Regions from separate parts of the Gasterosteus aculeatus genome. Here region 2 is linked to region 1. Evidence: chromatin contacts called from public Hi-C data. All regions are on one chromosome and are shown on one strand. Each heading gives the region's core, a stretch centred on a gene start, on an enhancer-like site or on the middle of the called end of the contact. The rest is flanking DNA. Distances are from core to core; before and after follow the strand shown. Region 1 holds the start of LOC120825716 (endonuclease V). Region 2 overlaps rptor (regulatory associated protein of MTOR, complex 1).

The links. Hi-C and Micro-C count contacts between places; a contact is called where the count stands out from the background.
Region 2: a contact with region 1 is called in a Hi-C map of tail fin, with 2.5 times the contacts expected there. The contact joins the enhancer-like site here to the promoter of LOC120825716 in region 1. A contact is called at or near these places in 2 of 6 Hi-C or Micro-C datasets (skeletal muscle and tail fin).

What each region holds. Positions count from the first base shown.
Region 1 is chr9:13,223,810-13,227,549 of fGasAcu3.hap1.1, forward strand. LOC120825716 (endonuclease V) reads left to right here and starts at 2,109. Exons shown (of 10, transcript XR_013468781.1): 1 at 2,109-2,215; 2 at 3,032-3,203. It overlaps LOC120825051 (SEC14-like protein 1), which reads left to right. Exons shown (of 16, transcript XM_078108932.1): 16 at 1-445.
Region 2 is chr9:13,320,219-13,323,958 of fGasAcu3.hap1.1, forward strand. It overlaps rptor (regulatory associated protein of MTOR, complex 1), which reads left to right. Exons shown (of 36, transcript XM_078108937.1): 5 at 124-282; 6 at 541-687. Among protein-coding and RNA genes, the nearest start is that of rptor, 33 kb to the left of the region's middle. Within about 2 kb of position 1,588, at least 2 of the 9 cell types and tissues checked have open chromatin away from gene starts, as enhancers often do.

The sequences.
Region 1 (3,740 bases), core at 859-3,358:
CAGTTCAAGACTAACTTGAACTTTGTTTGTTTGTTTCTCTTTGACACTTTGTACACTCCAGTCTAGCTGTTTTGCTTTCCAACACTTCATTGTGTGTATCTTAGAAAGCAGAGTGGACCCTGATTGAAGCCATAGGCCCAAAGAAACTACTTTGATCACATGTTTTGTTCTAAATGTACCAGCTATCATGTTGTGCCGTCTTTCTGACTTTAGCTCTCACGGTATGCAAACCTTTCATCAAGATCTCATTGACCAATGAGGGCTATATCTGTTTGTCTTTTCTGTTCAACACTTTAATTGTCCGTCTCTCTGCTCCCTTCTCATGTTGCATATCTTCTCTTAACTTGATGTGAGGAATTATGTGTAGAGTTCATATTTGGATTAATGAGAATTTGGCACCTTTTACTTTTTTTGAAAACAATAAACTTGAATTATGAGGAAACAATGTTTGCTTTCAGTACACTCATTTCAATTACACGGCCTATTTGTGTGCCCTGATGTCATTACAGAATTAAATCGTGGATTCTTCATATCAGACTTTGATCTTGAGCTCTGGCTTCAACTAGAGCTTTCACCACTTTCCACCATAAATACTTCCTATATTGACCCTTTGAGGTAAATACATGATATTATCCTGGTTTCCTGGGACAGAATATAATGAACAGCAGACAATAATCACAGTACATTTAAATAATCATTATTTTTGTGACTAAACAAATAATAATCTGAAATTGAATATTTGCGAACTAGGATTAGGACTGAAGTTGGTTAAACGATTTTACTTGGTGAAAATAAAAAATAATATATATAGTATATAATTGTATAGGTTTTCTGGAGCAGAGCTTTTTGACCACTGAAACCTTTAGTTAAGTTTTAGTTAATTTAGACTGAATTTCAAACTATATCAAATGCCAAATTGCCAAGATTTTGCTGTACAAATTGTATTTTTTATTTGAAAAAAACAAACATCTTCGTGAGTCTTCCTCCAGTTTCTAATCACCACATCTGCTCCTTTTACTTTAAATGGCTTCTTAAGAATCACGAAAATGGGTTTCATGTTTGCTGCAACTCCGGAACGATTAAAGGAAAGTAATCTGTGAGCAATGACCTGAATCTTTTCCTTTCACGTCCCTGTTTTTCAGCTTTTTCTCACTACATTTTGTCAGTTCTGCTGTCAGCGCTTTCGTCTACACGCGCGGTGCTGTTGACTTTCTGAGGTTAAGATCAAAGCATAGAAAAGGATCAAAAGTAGCTGAGACTCTTGCCGGTCAGACATCGCAAGATCACACTGTTTTGAAGTAATACTGTTAATCTGATTAAAATGATGTCTGTGGAGCAGGAAATGGCATTTTTTAGGCTAGGCAATAATATGAATGCGGGTGTGATTATCTGCTTCAAAGACACACATGATGAAATACAACAGTGGTGTTGCTGTGTAAATCCATATAATTTGTCCAAGAGGTGAAACAAAAAGAATAGCAGAGCTAAGAGGTCAGTGTGACCTGTCAGTCTCAGTCCAGGCAGACTTCTTGTTTTACATTGTTAACCTACAATTTGTCCCAGCATGCCTCTCCTTTGCCAAGCCTTGCTGGTCTTATAGATCACTCATCCTCTCTTGTGTGTAGTATTTTCTGCATTATCAGTTGAATTGGGATTTTGATTGCAGACAAACGATGCATTTATGATCTTAAAACAGAGTACTTATCTGCGTCTCTGTATTTCTGTGCTCAGTTTCTTGTCTCTGTTGTCTCGCCCCAAAATCTGTCCCCTTATCAGATGTTTATTCTTCTTAAAATTGCTGAATGATCACTGAACATGGTATCAGAGCAGTTTTATTCACATTATCGTAATGTGAATCTATGACATGCTTATGCCAGATGTAGTGAGTCACAGAAGCTATTTTAGATGCACTATATTGGCATTATCCCTTTTTGTCATATTACATTTGAGCTACTTTTAGTCCTCTAAATAGGTCACATAACTGATACAGAATAATATTACCAGAAACGAAATTCCTTAATTACTCTTTAGGTAATTGTTTTTTTTTATTATGATACATTGAGCTGCGGAGTCGGAACTTGTTCTGTTAATACAATTAACCCTCGTGACCACTAGATGGCAGTATGAGCGCGCGCAGCTGTGCTGCGAGACGCAGGACGCGCCCTCGCTGTGACGTCAGAACGCGGAAGCAAAACAGTGCCACAACACGGGGAAGGTACTGCTGTCAATTATTATGAGTTTCTTAAAAATATTCTTTACCCCCCGTCCTGATTGTGTAATTGTATCGGACTGAAGCAGATGTCTGCTCCTCCCGGAGAAGATCTGGTCAACCAATGGGAGAGGTCAGAGGGCCGACACACACACACACACACACACACACACACGCTCCACAAGGTGCTGGCAGGTGTTGCTGCAATGTGTGTGGCTCTGTGCCATCAGTCCCCAGCAGCCATTGATTTGTGAGTTTGTAATGACAAGGCCAGTGGTAACGCCGTGATTCCGGATTATCCAGGGTGTGTGTGTGTGTGTGTGTGTGTGTGTGTGTGTGTGTGTGTGTGTGTGTGTGTGCGTGTGCGTGCTGGGGGACTGTATAAATCCATCTGAGGACGGTGTGTGTGATCCCTGTGTGGAGAAGTAGGCAGAACTTCTGTTGATGATATTGACATTGTACAAATTGGGAAAAAGGAAAACAAATGTATATTTACTAAACAAAAAAACATTCCCGGCTTACAGTTTTTTTTTATAGCAGAAGTGTCTTAAACAGTCAATTCTATACATTGGAATTATTTCCTGTTATTTGGAGAAATCAAGCTACTTATTTAACTTTGATTTACAAAAATGTTATACCCTTTTTATTGACAACTGTTTTCATTGAGACCCCAAATTCTCCCAGCAGAACTAGACAGCACTATCCAAACTCTCCACATGTCCTGAGTAACAAAATGTAACAATCTTACTTTCTAAACTATGGGGTATGTTTGTTATTCTGTTAAAAAACATGTTGGACTCAGGAGTCTGTCGTCTTGTCCAGCGAGCAGGCCCGTCTCAGACTGCAGGTGGTGGAGGAGGACACCGAGGACTGGCAGCGAAGCCCGGACTTCTCGGGCCTGGAGAGAGTCGGAGGAGTGGACCTGTCTTTTATTAAAGGGGATGAGGTCAACGCCTGCGCCCAACTGGTGGTGCTCAGCTACCCCGACCTGGAGGTGAGACGTCCCCTTGTGGATGTAAAGAAATGGGAGCTTCCACCCTCTGATGGGGAACTTTTTAAAACTAAAAATCGATCCTGCTCAGGCTTCAACCTGTCCGATAATTCTGCTTATGACTTTAATTGTTTACTTGTAACTGGCTGAACCTTTCCTTGTCACATCACATTACCCGTGTGGGAGGTGAATGTAACGTTTCTTAGCCTGCGCACGGCCATGAGACGGTACAACCGTAATGGAAGACATGCGGAATCGTAGTTTTGGTTCGTTTTTGTGGCGAGATACGGTGGCTAATTATGCGACAGACACCCCGAGTGCTTCGGTCCGTACTGACTCATACGTATGAGGAGACTACTAACTTATCTTTGAACTCATATTTGTAATTTTGGGTCATTTGCGCATTGGCATTTATAAATTATTAAACAAATTAAACTGTTGTCACGCATCATGGAGAGCATACGGGGAATGAGACACTGTGTTTTTAATACTCTGCTATTGAAATGGACGCATTGCAATCGTACACGGACCATATGTGCA
Region 2 (3,740 bases), core at 338-2,837, 96 kb after region 1:
GAATGGAAAACACTGTCAAATAAAGTCATCTTGTTGGATAGAACATAGAGCCATCTTCTGTACCGGTTTTAGATGTAAAACAATCGAGTTTGACGCCTTCCCGTCATACATGCTGTTTTCCAGGCGCGTTACAAACAAAGTCTGGACCCCACGGTGGACGAGGTGAAGAAGCTGTGCACGTCACTGAGACGCAACGCCAAAGAGGAGCGAGTCCTCTTCCACTACAACGGCCACGGCGTGCCACGGCCGACCGTCAACGGGGAGATCTGGGTTTTCAATAAGGTACCACAAGCGAGTAATATGCTCTTCCATTTCTACACCGTAGCCCTGGACTTCTAGAACCGCAGGCTTTTTTTAACGAGAGCCGGCTCTCGTAAACTGACTCGTGGTCAAGGCTTGTGATGTGGACATGAGTAGTGTCCTCTCATTCATTCATAAACAAACGCAAGCTGTACTACTAGTATGTGAGAGCCGGCAGACTTAAATAAACTAGATTGCACTGCGGCTAGAAATGACATCTCGTCTCTCTCCCTCTTTCAGAACTATACCCAGTACATCCCGCTGTCCATCTACGACCTGCAGACATGGATGGGGAGCCCCTCCATTTTTGTCTACGACTGCTCCAACGCGGGAATCATTGTCAAGTCGTTTAAACAGTTCGCCCTGCAGAGAGAGCAGGAACTGGAGGTGGGCAACTGCAACAACACAGCAGCCACACAATTGTTGTAGGGTTGGTAATGGGAACAAAAGAAAAAACATTTTTAGACTTCTGACAAACAAGTGTTGCGTGCAGACAAACGCAGTGAAAGCAACTGCTGGTATTGAGTTATTCATGGAAGAGATAAAACTATTTATTTGTTCTTGTCTTTTGTTGTGGGGTTTATCCTGTGGTTTCTGGTTCTTTGCATCAAAGACACAATATCCGTTTTGAAATAGTATACTATCATGCTTGTACTTTTATTTTTCATCATAGGAAATTGGGTATTTCATTATTTGTTCGCCAGTGGCCTTATTTATTCATCAGGGTTATAACCATCAGTGTTCAAATGAGTCTGATTCATAACCAGTAAAAAGTAAAAAAGTGACTTTAAAAGCAAAAATGTCACGGCTTAACTTCATTTTTGATTGTTAGTTATGAAAACAGTCCCCAGATAAATGCGAGTGGGGGAGTTCCTTAAGAAATTCAACTTTTCCACCGGAGTGCTTTCACTTCTCACCGCCTCACACAGGAAGCGCACAATGGGGCGAGGTAATTGAAGATAAAGAAAGAGACAATCCATTTTTTTTAATCATGCAAGATGTGATCCAAGCAAGGAGTCCCCCACCTCGCCCACGCCCTCCTGCTCCTGCATCCCTCTGCTGTGACACGACGTACACACACACACCCCCTCCCCAACCAACACACATTGTCAGCACACTTTTAAATAGACACACTTGCTGGGTGAACAAGATTCCCGCAGCACGACAGGCCTAATCTCAACAGGGACTATTACTTGGAGATGCAGATGAAGACCCAGAACACGTGATTGCTGAAGGGGATGATATGAAAGGAGGAGGCGGTGTTTCAACACTCCTCCACAGCACAATATCAACCTTGTCCTGCAGTCCATTCAGCCAGTTAGTGTGTGTGTGTGTGCGCTCTGAGTGCTCTATTATAGGGCCACCTGCTTCTTTTTAATATCTATTCACTTCCTGCGTGCACTTGCTCACTGCATTAGCTGCAGGGCTTAAAGAGATGTGTCTGTGCGTCTATACTGCACCTTGCAGCACTCACAAGGACACACTTGGACTTTTGTGCTGTTGAGCTTGGGTGTGTGCTTTGTTTTTGTGTGTGTGTGTGTGTTTTGCTGCTTCGATGTTTGTTGCTGTTGGTTCCTGGATGCTTACATCAGGCTCCTTCTATCGAACGAATGAATAATTAATGCTAATGCCGCAGAAGGCATTGCTTGATTAGAGTTGGCTTTTGGTGGCTTTCAGTTCACGTGCATGACGGCACGTGATTATTTTTCCCGTCTGGAATCCCACCTGTAAGATTAGTCTCATCCGTTGGTGTCACTTTTCAAAAAGGGAAGGAATTCTCCGTAATTAAATCGCGCCCTGGTTTTTCCGGCGGAGAAGAGAGAAAAGAAGGCTGTCGTGGTTATTCTCATGGTAATTTGTGAGATTACAGTATGCTAATAGGATAATTACAGTGGACGCTTATGAATCAGCCTCTGCTGGCAATGCTGTCGTCGTATTTTCCATTCGGATCGCTGTGGCGCCGCCACACACCCGATTCAATTGCTTTCTCTGAGGGGACGATGTTCTTCTGAGGTTTACCCAGCGAGAGGCTTTAGGAACGTACGCCGCTTTGTTTGTGTGTGTCTGCCTCTCGGCGCGAGTCAACATTTTCCTTATTAGACAGGAAGAGAGAGAAAAGGAATTGTGTTCCAAGAAGATTGGCAACGAGCAACAAGCCCCTGATGCCTGCAAGGCTTTCAAAGAGAAATGAAATATGCATGTTGATAGAAAAAAAGAGATATGCACAGTTGCATACGTTATCTCAATCCCCCGACCTCCCCCCATTAATTAAGATTATTCTATGGGTATTTTTAATATGATTTATTCATGTCTGTGCAGTAAATACATAGGGTCTCCCATTGAGATCTGAGCCTCAGCTCCCGCTACCTTTTTCCCCTCCACTTATAACATAGTCAACCAATGAGTTATTGGAGTAGCACCGAGCAGGAGGGCTGTGCAGTATATACATTACATAAATCTACAGCCTCAACATAAGCCAGTTTAGGCAGTTTGCTCAGCTAAACCGGAAACCTTAATGAATATTTCAATGACTGCTGTTTTCATTGCTTTTTTTGTGTGTTTTTACTTTTTGAAGTGATTTTTCACAATCTACAGTAGAAATCGTACATTCCTGTTTTGCTTTTTTATCCAGGCACCCTGCTGGATCTCTTGTTGTATTCGTTTGCTCGTCTCATCCGCTCATTGACTCGATCCATCCTGTGGACGCAGAAAGACGAGGACGTCCCCTCAGTGCTCGCCTCAACTTGCATCCGATGCCAGGCTGCGGCACCAAGCAGGCCGAAGCAGTAGTTTCCATCCAGGAGCTCTGCTTGTGGCTGTGTTCAGGCTCTTGTGTTCTCACACATGCGCATATTGCTTATATATATGATTGCGTGTGTTCTTTTGACGGTGTACATTGATTGCCGGGGCTTTTAGTGTACTCTAACTATCTGTGCCAGACGCATTGATTGTTTCTCACACTCTGCTCAGCTTTGGTACATGCAAACACAGAAAGAGTTTTAGCACTTTAAACGATATTTTCCGCTGCAGTTCTCTTTTCAAGGTGTCTTTCTCTTAGCAGTTTGCAGTATCAACGAGGTGCGAGCAACCAGGGTTTCAGACAAAGACACTGGACGACTGGGGAAAGGGTTTAAACTGCCAACCACGCCGTCAAGGGACGGCTCGAAAAATCCAGAATCATCTGGAAAATCTGAGTGTTGAAAACTGGTTCTGCCTCGGAACCGGTTGCAAATTTGACTTTTATAAATTATAATTATAAACCAGAAGTGGAAATAAAAACAATAAAGTCAAAGTAATGCCACCTATTGAGGCCAATGTCCTAAGACCAAACCCAGTAGAATACAGTGAAGAAAGGGCCTGCATTTTATCGCCTTTTATGTTTGCCTTATATGTTTGCCAACTGTGATCGTATTGACATTCAAAGTGCGTGCTCACCTCAG